3 separate regions of the Zea mays genome follow, and all the other regions are linked to region 1. A link is a contact called in public Hi-C data. All regions are on one chromosome and are shown on one strand. The core of a region is the stretch at or near the end of the contact, and the rest is flanking DNA. Distances in the headings are between cores, read along the strand shown.

Region 1 (2,648 bases), core at 85-2,584:
TGGCGATTAGTCCTCAATTATTAGCAATCAGTAACAGTTTGAGCAAATCAAAAGAAACTTGAAGCTAGAGGTAATCACTAAGAATGCAGATCTTGTCAACTCAATTGATTAGACTGAGTGCACATGTGCCTGCTTATGATTTAGTTATGTGTTACTTTATATTTAATAACTACACCATTAGAGGAGTTAAATAAGCAAGATTAGGCACATGTCTTACTCCATTGGCAGACACTGAAGAAAGAGCCTGTTTTCCGTCTCATCATCCCCATTGCTACATCCAAATCAAATCCATTTAACTATTAGCATTGTAGCATGGACTACTCCATTCGAGAGAACCCGTCACGGACTCTGCTCTACATGGCTGACCAGGCTCAATCCAAATAAATGTATGTTCTGCTTCAATTAGCTTATAATTAGCAACCCCTCTTCTGTTTAACTTTCAGTTAGAGCAAGGCTTTCATGACAAATAAACCACTTCTTCCTTCACTGCATGGCTTTCTCTGACCATGACTAGATTGTGTCAAGGATGATCAACATTGACCAATTTATTAGAGTGAGAGGGTGTTAGTTTGTTCAACAATAGCCTATAGCATAACTTTTTCCCAATACGCACCAAACCTGGAACTTGTGCTGAACGTGGAATGTGTTTATCGACTACTGAAAAACAACAAGTTCATTTACCATAACTTTGAACTCTGAGCATAACACTGCACGCCGCCCCATTTGCATTCCTAATGGTTACTATGTACACTACCAATATAGGGAATCATCTAAGAAAGTTAATCTCACAATGGAACTGACGGGGCATGGAGGTGAATTAGGCTTGCGGAATGAAGATTGATTCGGCTGTAAGACTGAAATACTATTTGCTCCGGACACAAACTAACAGCAGGGATAGCACCAACGATAACAGACGGCCAGACATGACATACCCTCTCCTTGCGCGCCTCCTTCTTGAGCTCGAGCTCCTGGAGCGCCTGCGCGCGTCGGGCCTCGAGCGCCTTGAGCTCCTGCTCCTTGAAGGGCCACTCGTTGGGGATCCCGGGGTCCTTCTCGACCTTCTTCCGCTGGCCGGCCTTGCCCTCCTTCTTGGCCTCCTTGCGCTTCTTGCGGTGGTGCTCCTTCACCTTGCGCAGCACCTTGTGCTTCTGCCGCAGCGTGACGCGCTTGCTCTTGCTCTTCTTGCTTCTCTTCACCATCTCGCCGACGCCTGTCGAGGCGGAGGAAGTAGCTTGCGGTCCTGAGGTGGAGAGTCGGTCGGTACTCCAGAGGGAGGATGGCTTGGCGGCGTCGAGGACACAGAGGGAGTTAGGGTTTTAGAAGGGCGTCGATACTGGATAGGCCTGAAAAGGGCTCCGCTGCTAAATGAGCCCATGTAGCGAAGCGGGCCGACCCCAAACAGAACGCCGCCAGTCAACCAGTCGAAGAGCCGCGATACGGCGGCTCCGCAAGTAGGGGCAACGACTGTTATGCAACCAGTCCTTCTGTGCAAGTGTGCAAATAAAACATTTGATTCATTATATTACGATCCAACCGCAGATATTATCATAGTTTGTTAAATTTTTTTATAAAGATTATTGAGCTGGTAGTGCAAGGGTTTAAGTGTTAAATGTGACCTACGGTTGGATCACGATCTAATGAATCAAATGGTTTGCTTGCACGCTTACACAGAAGGACTGCTTGCATAGCAGTCATTGTCTGGCAGTTAGACCCGTGGGTTTCGTACCCGATGGATATGGATATGGGTAGAAAAAATCACCTGTCGGTCCTGTCGGGTCGGATACCCGAAATACATCGGATAGGATACAGATATAATATTTTACCCGCGGTTATCCGGTGAATACCCGAAATATCAATATATCTTCTTAAATGTGTTATATTTACTAAAATTTAAAGCCCATGAAAAGACGGAGCCAAAAAATCATAACTCACACCCCGCCACACTATCCCTAATTCCATTCATCTCTCATGTCCTCTCGAGTACCAGCTCTGGCCGCCATCGGGCACAAGTAGACAAGCTCAAGTGAGCAACCTCGTCATACCACCGCACCCCGCCCATGATTCGACATTGTGCGAGTGCGCAACCACGTTGGCCAACCCAGCCGAGGATCTATATGCGCCGCCCCACGCCCCAGCCCGCCCAAGCTTCCTCCGACTCCGGCGTCTCGCGCTCAATCTCCGGTTACCCGTGACCCTGACTGCGCCCTCTGATGATCCTTCCAGCTTCCCTTTGTGTCCCTTTTTCTCCAAGTATCCTCCGGTTAGTCAAATATTGTCTAGTTATTTAGATGAAAACTAAATTATTTTAACATTTATTATAACAATAATTAAATGTTATTTAGTCTAAAAACATATCCATCGGATACCCTATACTCGATGGATACCTGGTGGGTACGGATACGGGTACAGTTCCTCGTCCAATTGGCTTGGTGGGTATGGATATTTGTAGAAGACTCGGGTACAACATCGGGTCGGGTATTACTATACCCGAACATAATTCGATCCACTGCCATCCCTATCCGCAAGCGTGGAAGTGGATGTGGACGGCGACGAGGGGAGGGGCGCCACGGCCACAGCCCACAGTCGCAGGCCACAGCTAGGCGGACTCGGAAGGCGGTCTCGGTCCAGCGGCACTAAGGCTTATGCGT
Region 2 (2,648 bases), core at 67-2,566, 480 kb after region 1:
TGTCTGTGACATTAAGATTGCAGAATGCTCTTTTGAACTGAATGAATTGTAAATACCATTGATCTTTTTGAATAGGATGTAAAAGAACATTTTCAGTTTTGTAATTCAGGAAGAAAGCCGGTTTGTAAGCAAACATACAAAAAGTTTGAAATAATTTTACTGGAGCCAACTGTTACTGCACTTCCTTGAGAATATTATTCATCTGTTCTGGATTTAATTTTAACCGAATTATATCCCAAATAAGTCAACTTTCAAGTTTATCTTGTGTGCATTGATCGGGTCACTTTGATTGCTCAGACAGTAGCCAAGTAATTGTTTTTAGCATATTCTTTGTGCTTCTGCCATCCAACTTTGTCAACATTAGTACTTCCCACAATTAGCACTGCAGTATTCTTCTTTTCCAAGAATGTGGTGTGAAACCATTTCGGTTTGACACTTGCACTGGAATTCAATACAAGCTCTGCAGGAAACAGAAAAAGAACTTGTCACAGGAAAATCCCGTCTGAAGCTGACTCTTGCTTGAAATGCTTAGCTAACCTGTGGTGAAGCATGCTTGGCCTGCTTGCTGTGTCTAAAACACTCACTCGATGGTGCAGGAAATAATTCGGGAGGATGATGAGAAGCTGCAAGCTTTGAAGGCTGAACTGGGTGTGCAGGCGCACGATGTGGTCGTCAAGGCCCTTCTTGAGATGAACGAGTACAATCCAAGCGGCAGGTACCCCATACCGGAGCTGTGGAACTTCAAGGAGGACCGGAGAGCACCGATGGGCGAGGCAGTAGCCTACATAGTGAAGCAGTGGAAGGCGAACAAGAGGAAGCATTAGGCGGGCCTGATGCCTGATGGCCCTTGTGCCATTGGTTCCTGGGTCGATGTCCCTGACAGTGAGAGCTGAGACCCTGATCCCCTGACTTTTTCTGCTGATGGAAGACCTAGTACCAGTAGCACTACTAAAAAAATTGTCCGATCTCTTGGACGGTTAGATTGGCTATGGCACCTAGTGCAATGATCTATATGTATAAAAAATATCTGTAGTGTTTAATGATTTTACCAGAACTAGATAAAGATTATAGAATATTTATTATTATACCTGTTGTGTTGGAAAGTGAACGTGGAGAGAGAGCGTTACGGCTTCCGGAGAGATCAGCGTAGTTTCTGTGCGCGTCTCGAATTCCGACAATATCTCACCCGAGGCCCAAAGCCTTGTTGAGCTCCTGAAGCGAGGAGTCCAAAAGTAGGCCCAAAATAACATTTTCTCCAACAAGGCCCAAACAGGCAAATCCAGTCTGGTCTGCTGCTGGCGTCACCGACCGCAGGCAAATATTCCCTACCGCAACGCCAGCCGCACGGGAGAGAACCCGGGAGCCGCCGCCCTGCCCTGCCTTCCGCTGCCGCGCCCGCAGTTTCCAAATTCGTCTTGCTCCGCTCAATCACGCGAATACCTGACCTCCTCCGTTCCTTCGTCGTCGCTCCCGGTCGCAGTCGGCCTAGCGAAGGAGCAGCGCAACATGCAAACAGTACGGAGTGCGGTGCTGCAGCACCTCCGGCTCCGCGCGGCGGCTCCTATTGCTGCACGTGGAGGCGGCGGCGGGTTCGCTCGGAGGATGAGCGCGCCGGCGGGCCAGGAGGGCAGTAGCGGCAGCAGCTCCGAACTGGAGAGGGACATCAGGACGCGCGTCGTTAACCTGGTCAAGAAGTTCGACAAGATCGACGCCGACAAGGTGGGTTCTTGCGTCTTGCCTCTGCTCAATGTTCTATCCTCCCCGTTTCCTCTTCCATACTTCTTTGCTTGTTCGTGAGCCTGTGCTCTTGGTTCGAATGGAAATGGTTGGCTTTTTTACCCACCCAAATTCAAACTCTCACGACCTTGGATGAATCCTGTCGATAATGGCCGGCACTTAAATTAGGTGGTTGCTATATGTGAGCAGTGAATCTTGTTGGAAAATGTGCATGTTAGGCACACTAACTAACATTTCTACATTCAACTAAGATAGCATATACCAACATAGGATTACTATTAGCCGGGGCGGAGCCAGGATTATAATATAAGGGTGCCGACCAATTCATCAATATTATATGATGAAAATATATTATATCATGTTACAAGTTTAAGTACTCGATATGGAATGCGAATTCTAGTTCTTTATAAATTACCTTAGTCCATGAGTTTATTTTCTAGCTAATTAATATACTGAACTAAAGTTATGACATAGTAACAATATTAAAATAATAAAGACGATATAATGATGAATGTCCGATTGATGAGATTCAACTGTTATATATTGGCTATAGTATTCATGAGACGTCTAACAATTTTTTTGAGAGAATCCAAAATTTCAACTAGCCTCGAGGATCCATGAAAAATCATCAACTTGCATAGGTACATGTCAAATTAGTCGTGTAAACAACAACTATCAGATAACAACTTTAGTTGAAATTTGTAGATTTTATTATCCACTAGATCTAATGTAGTATGTATATAAGTTACCCATATTTGGATCTAGTTTTTGTAGTCTCTGCGGACGTCCCAACTGCGGCATGTGGTTCTGGTGAATGGTGATCGACGCAGTTAGCGCTCATTCTGTTGCTTCGCGTGATCAACTTCTCTAGACTTTGGTTGTGAGGCTATGTCATAGGCAAGTCAAGTGGT
Region 3 (2,648 bases), core at 90-2,589, 340 kb after region 1:
CATTTCCTCCATAAATATAGGATCGCTCTAACAGACATGCAGATAGGCTCGTTACAACCAGTTTATGATATATACTGATACTAATTATGCTACACGGTCTTGATATTTATGCGATACGGGATGCTGTATAAAAAACTTTCATGTGGTACACTAGTAGACGCATCTCCAGATTCGAGCGTAAAACCTTAAGTTTTGTGCGTAAAACCCCTCAGTTATGTACACCGGGTTATCCAAAAATTATGGGAGTCGAATGTATGCAGTTTCTATTTTTATGCAAATCCAAAAATTATAGCAGATCATGAGAGTTTCCATTGCATACACGCAAATTTTAGATGATATTTTTGTTTCCATTGCATGCATACAAAAAAATAGGATGACATGGTTCATGCAGAGCATAAATTTTTATACAAAGTCAGCATAAATACATACACAGTGTAGCATAATTGAAAAAACCTAATATCGGTTCAACTAACAGCTCCCGCAGGAATTAGGAACAATTTTATGACAAACGTAAAATTGTATTCATCATCGTAAAAACCATCAATGGGTTGCATAAATAGTGTAAGTAGCAGACATAAAATATAATCATCGATGATATAAACATGGATCTGCTTTGTGAATACTTGAGAATATGAAACAATCAGCACTAAAAAAGATAAAATTTACATACCTAATTTTTTATTTATTTACCAAATCCTAAATTGTTCACTAGACTGCACTGTGATTTTCGGGACAGATGAACCTTTTGGCTAGCAGGTAACCCGTGGTTCCGTCTTTTGTACCTATTTCTGGACTGCGACTGCGACCAAAGTTTCCTCGGCACATTCGAGGTATTATTATGGACCTTTTCACGAGGAAAAGGTGGCGCCACCACCTTCACGCCGTGCCGCAGTCTGCAACTGACGACAGCCCTACGGCGCTTTTCTCGGCTCCACCCACCCTCGTTTCCTTTTTCAACCAATAAAAACTAAAAGCTTTGTGCTCTGTTACTCCTCTTCCCATAAATAAGATCTTGGACTGGAAACGAACTCCATATGATTAGAGTAGAGTGTGTGTCTACTAGTAAAAGTTCACGGATCAACGACCAAGAGGAGATGGATACCCCCATGCCCGGACCGGCCGGAGCACTTGCAGGCAATGCCGTGCAGGGGACAGGGTTTCTGCCCGTCTGAATCGACATGTGCATCAGCAGCAGCAGCAGCCGGCCCGCCGCCGCCTGCACCACCGAACTGACGATCTCGTGGCTGCCGCCGTCATCCTCCCATGCCCCCGGGCCCCGGCTGGTGCAGGCGCGCAGTCAGAGAGACCAGACACCAGAGCAGATGTCAGCACGCTCGCAGCCTCCCCAGTCCCCTCCCGGACGCCGACGCCCACTGCCAAATGCCCAAATGCCAAGCCGGCGCCCAGCGGTGCGGCGCGACAATTATTGGGACCTCGCGTCGGCGCCAACCACTGACCCGCAGAATCGAAAGGTAATAAAGGGCAAAGCTACAGACCTACAGTGGTGCTATTCTCGCTAGGTTGCCATGCATTCGGATGGTCAGGTCTCCCGGACTCTACAACGGCTAGGGCTTTTCGTTTTGGTTTCAATCACGTGGATTGGGTGGATTTTAATCCTAAATAGACGGGAAACTGAACGGGAAATGTGCTATTGTGTCATTTTTAGTTTGTTTTGGTGATTAAATGCTCAACACATTGTCTTTGACTAACATCTTGATGTATGAGTATAAGCACAGATATTTGAAAGGAAAATTGAGAAACATGGGAAAGTGCATATGTGTGTATATTGCAAATCCTATTGTATGGAAGGAACCAATGTATGATTCTAGCACTTACTAAATTATTTGAGTGGCTAACAGTGTTCATATAAGTGCTAGGAAACTCTCTGAGTTAAGACAAATTGAAGTGGAGAAGTCTGGCTAAGTTGGGCCGGTTTGGGCCTCACCGGATAGTCCGGTGTGCACCGAACAGTCCGGTGCCCAGGCTAATTGGTTGGTCCTCGGCTGGTTTTTGGCTAGCCAAACAGGCCACTCTCGGGAAGACATCGATGCTCGCTGGCTATAATTCACCGGACAGACTTGCAAAAATGAAGTAGAAAAAGTTAAATTTGCTAGGGATGCCTTTATCATTGGTAGACATCCCTCCATTAAGGATGGACTTGGTTTCTAAAAGAGAACCAAGAACACGAAAAGCCAAAAGGTCCTCAACTTCACAAAGGATAAGGAGAAGGCACCTATGGCTAGTAACTTGCATTCTATTTATGAAAAGAAAAATCATGCTTATTTGTATTCTCATGTCAAGAATGTTTCTCATAATGCTTATCATGATACTTGCAATAATAGTTTTACTCCTCGCACTATGTTCGCTTTATATAGTGATTCTAATAAGAGTAGAACTAGGCGCTTGTAACACCCTGAATTTGGGGTATAAAATTTCTTCTTAATATCCACCAAATTTAGGTGTTACTCCTCTTTCCTCTCCTTCCCTAATTACCTTTTCCTTTTTCTTTAGAAGGGGTTATTATTTTGGAAGTGTGCTTGTATTTCTTGTGAGCAAAACCTCAGAAGAATAATGAAGTGTTGCTTCATGTTGACCCTCATATCTTACTCTTGTTTGATGCATATGTTTGGGGAGCATCTCTTTGAAAA

Evidence for each region. A called contact is a pair of places that touch in the nucleus more often than the background predicts.
Region 2: a contact with region 1 is called in a Hi-C map of tassel, with 4 times the contacts expected there. The contact joins the promoter of LOC100280460 here to the promoter of LOC100275579 in region 1. A contact is called at or near these places in 2 of 25 Hi-C or Micro-C datasets (ear and tassel).
Region 3: a Hi-C map of tassel shows a contact between it and region 1, with 2.7 times the contacts expected there. The contact joins the enhancer-like site here to the promoter of LOC100275579 in region 1. A contact is called at or near these places in 3 of 25 Hi-C or Micro-C datasets (ear, leaf and tassel).

The regions. Positions count from the first base shown.
Region 1 is chr1:253,708,241-253,710,888 of Zm-B73-REFERENCE-NAM-5.0, forward strand. It overlaps LOC100275579, which reads right to left and starts at 1,335. Exons shown (of 8, transcript NM_001349681.1): 1 at 933-1,335. The coding sequence starts at 1,199.
Region 2 is chr1:254,193,198-254,195,845 of Zm-B73-REFERENCE-NAM-5.0, forward strand. LOC100280460 (acyl carrier protein) reads left to right here and starts at 1,317. Exons shown (of 2, transcript NM_001153380.2): 1 at 1,317-1,719. The coding sequence starts at 1,507. LOC103643660 (factor of DNA methylation 1) reads left to right here. Exons shown (of 7, transcript XM_020546804.3): 7 at 597-1,087. The coding sequence ends at 824. It overlaps LOC109943521 (a long non-coding RNA gene), which reads right to left and starts at 819. Exons shown (of 2, transcript XR_002266453.3): 1 at 538-819; 2 at 39-460.
Region 3 is chr1:254,050,297-254,052,944 of Zm-B73-REFERENCE-NAM-5.0, forward strand. No RefSeq gene overlaps it. Among protein-coding and RNA genes, the nearest start is that of LOC100382177, 62 kb to the left of the region's middle. Within about 2 kb of position 1,340, at least 16 of the 20 cell types and tissues checked have an H3K27ac peak or open chromatin away from gene starts, as enhancers often do. A contact at or near this core is called in ear and tassel, where this site is marked.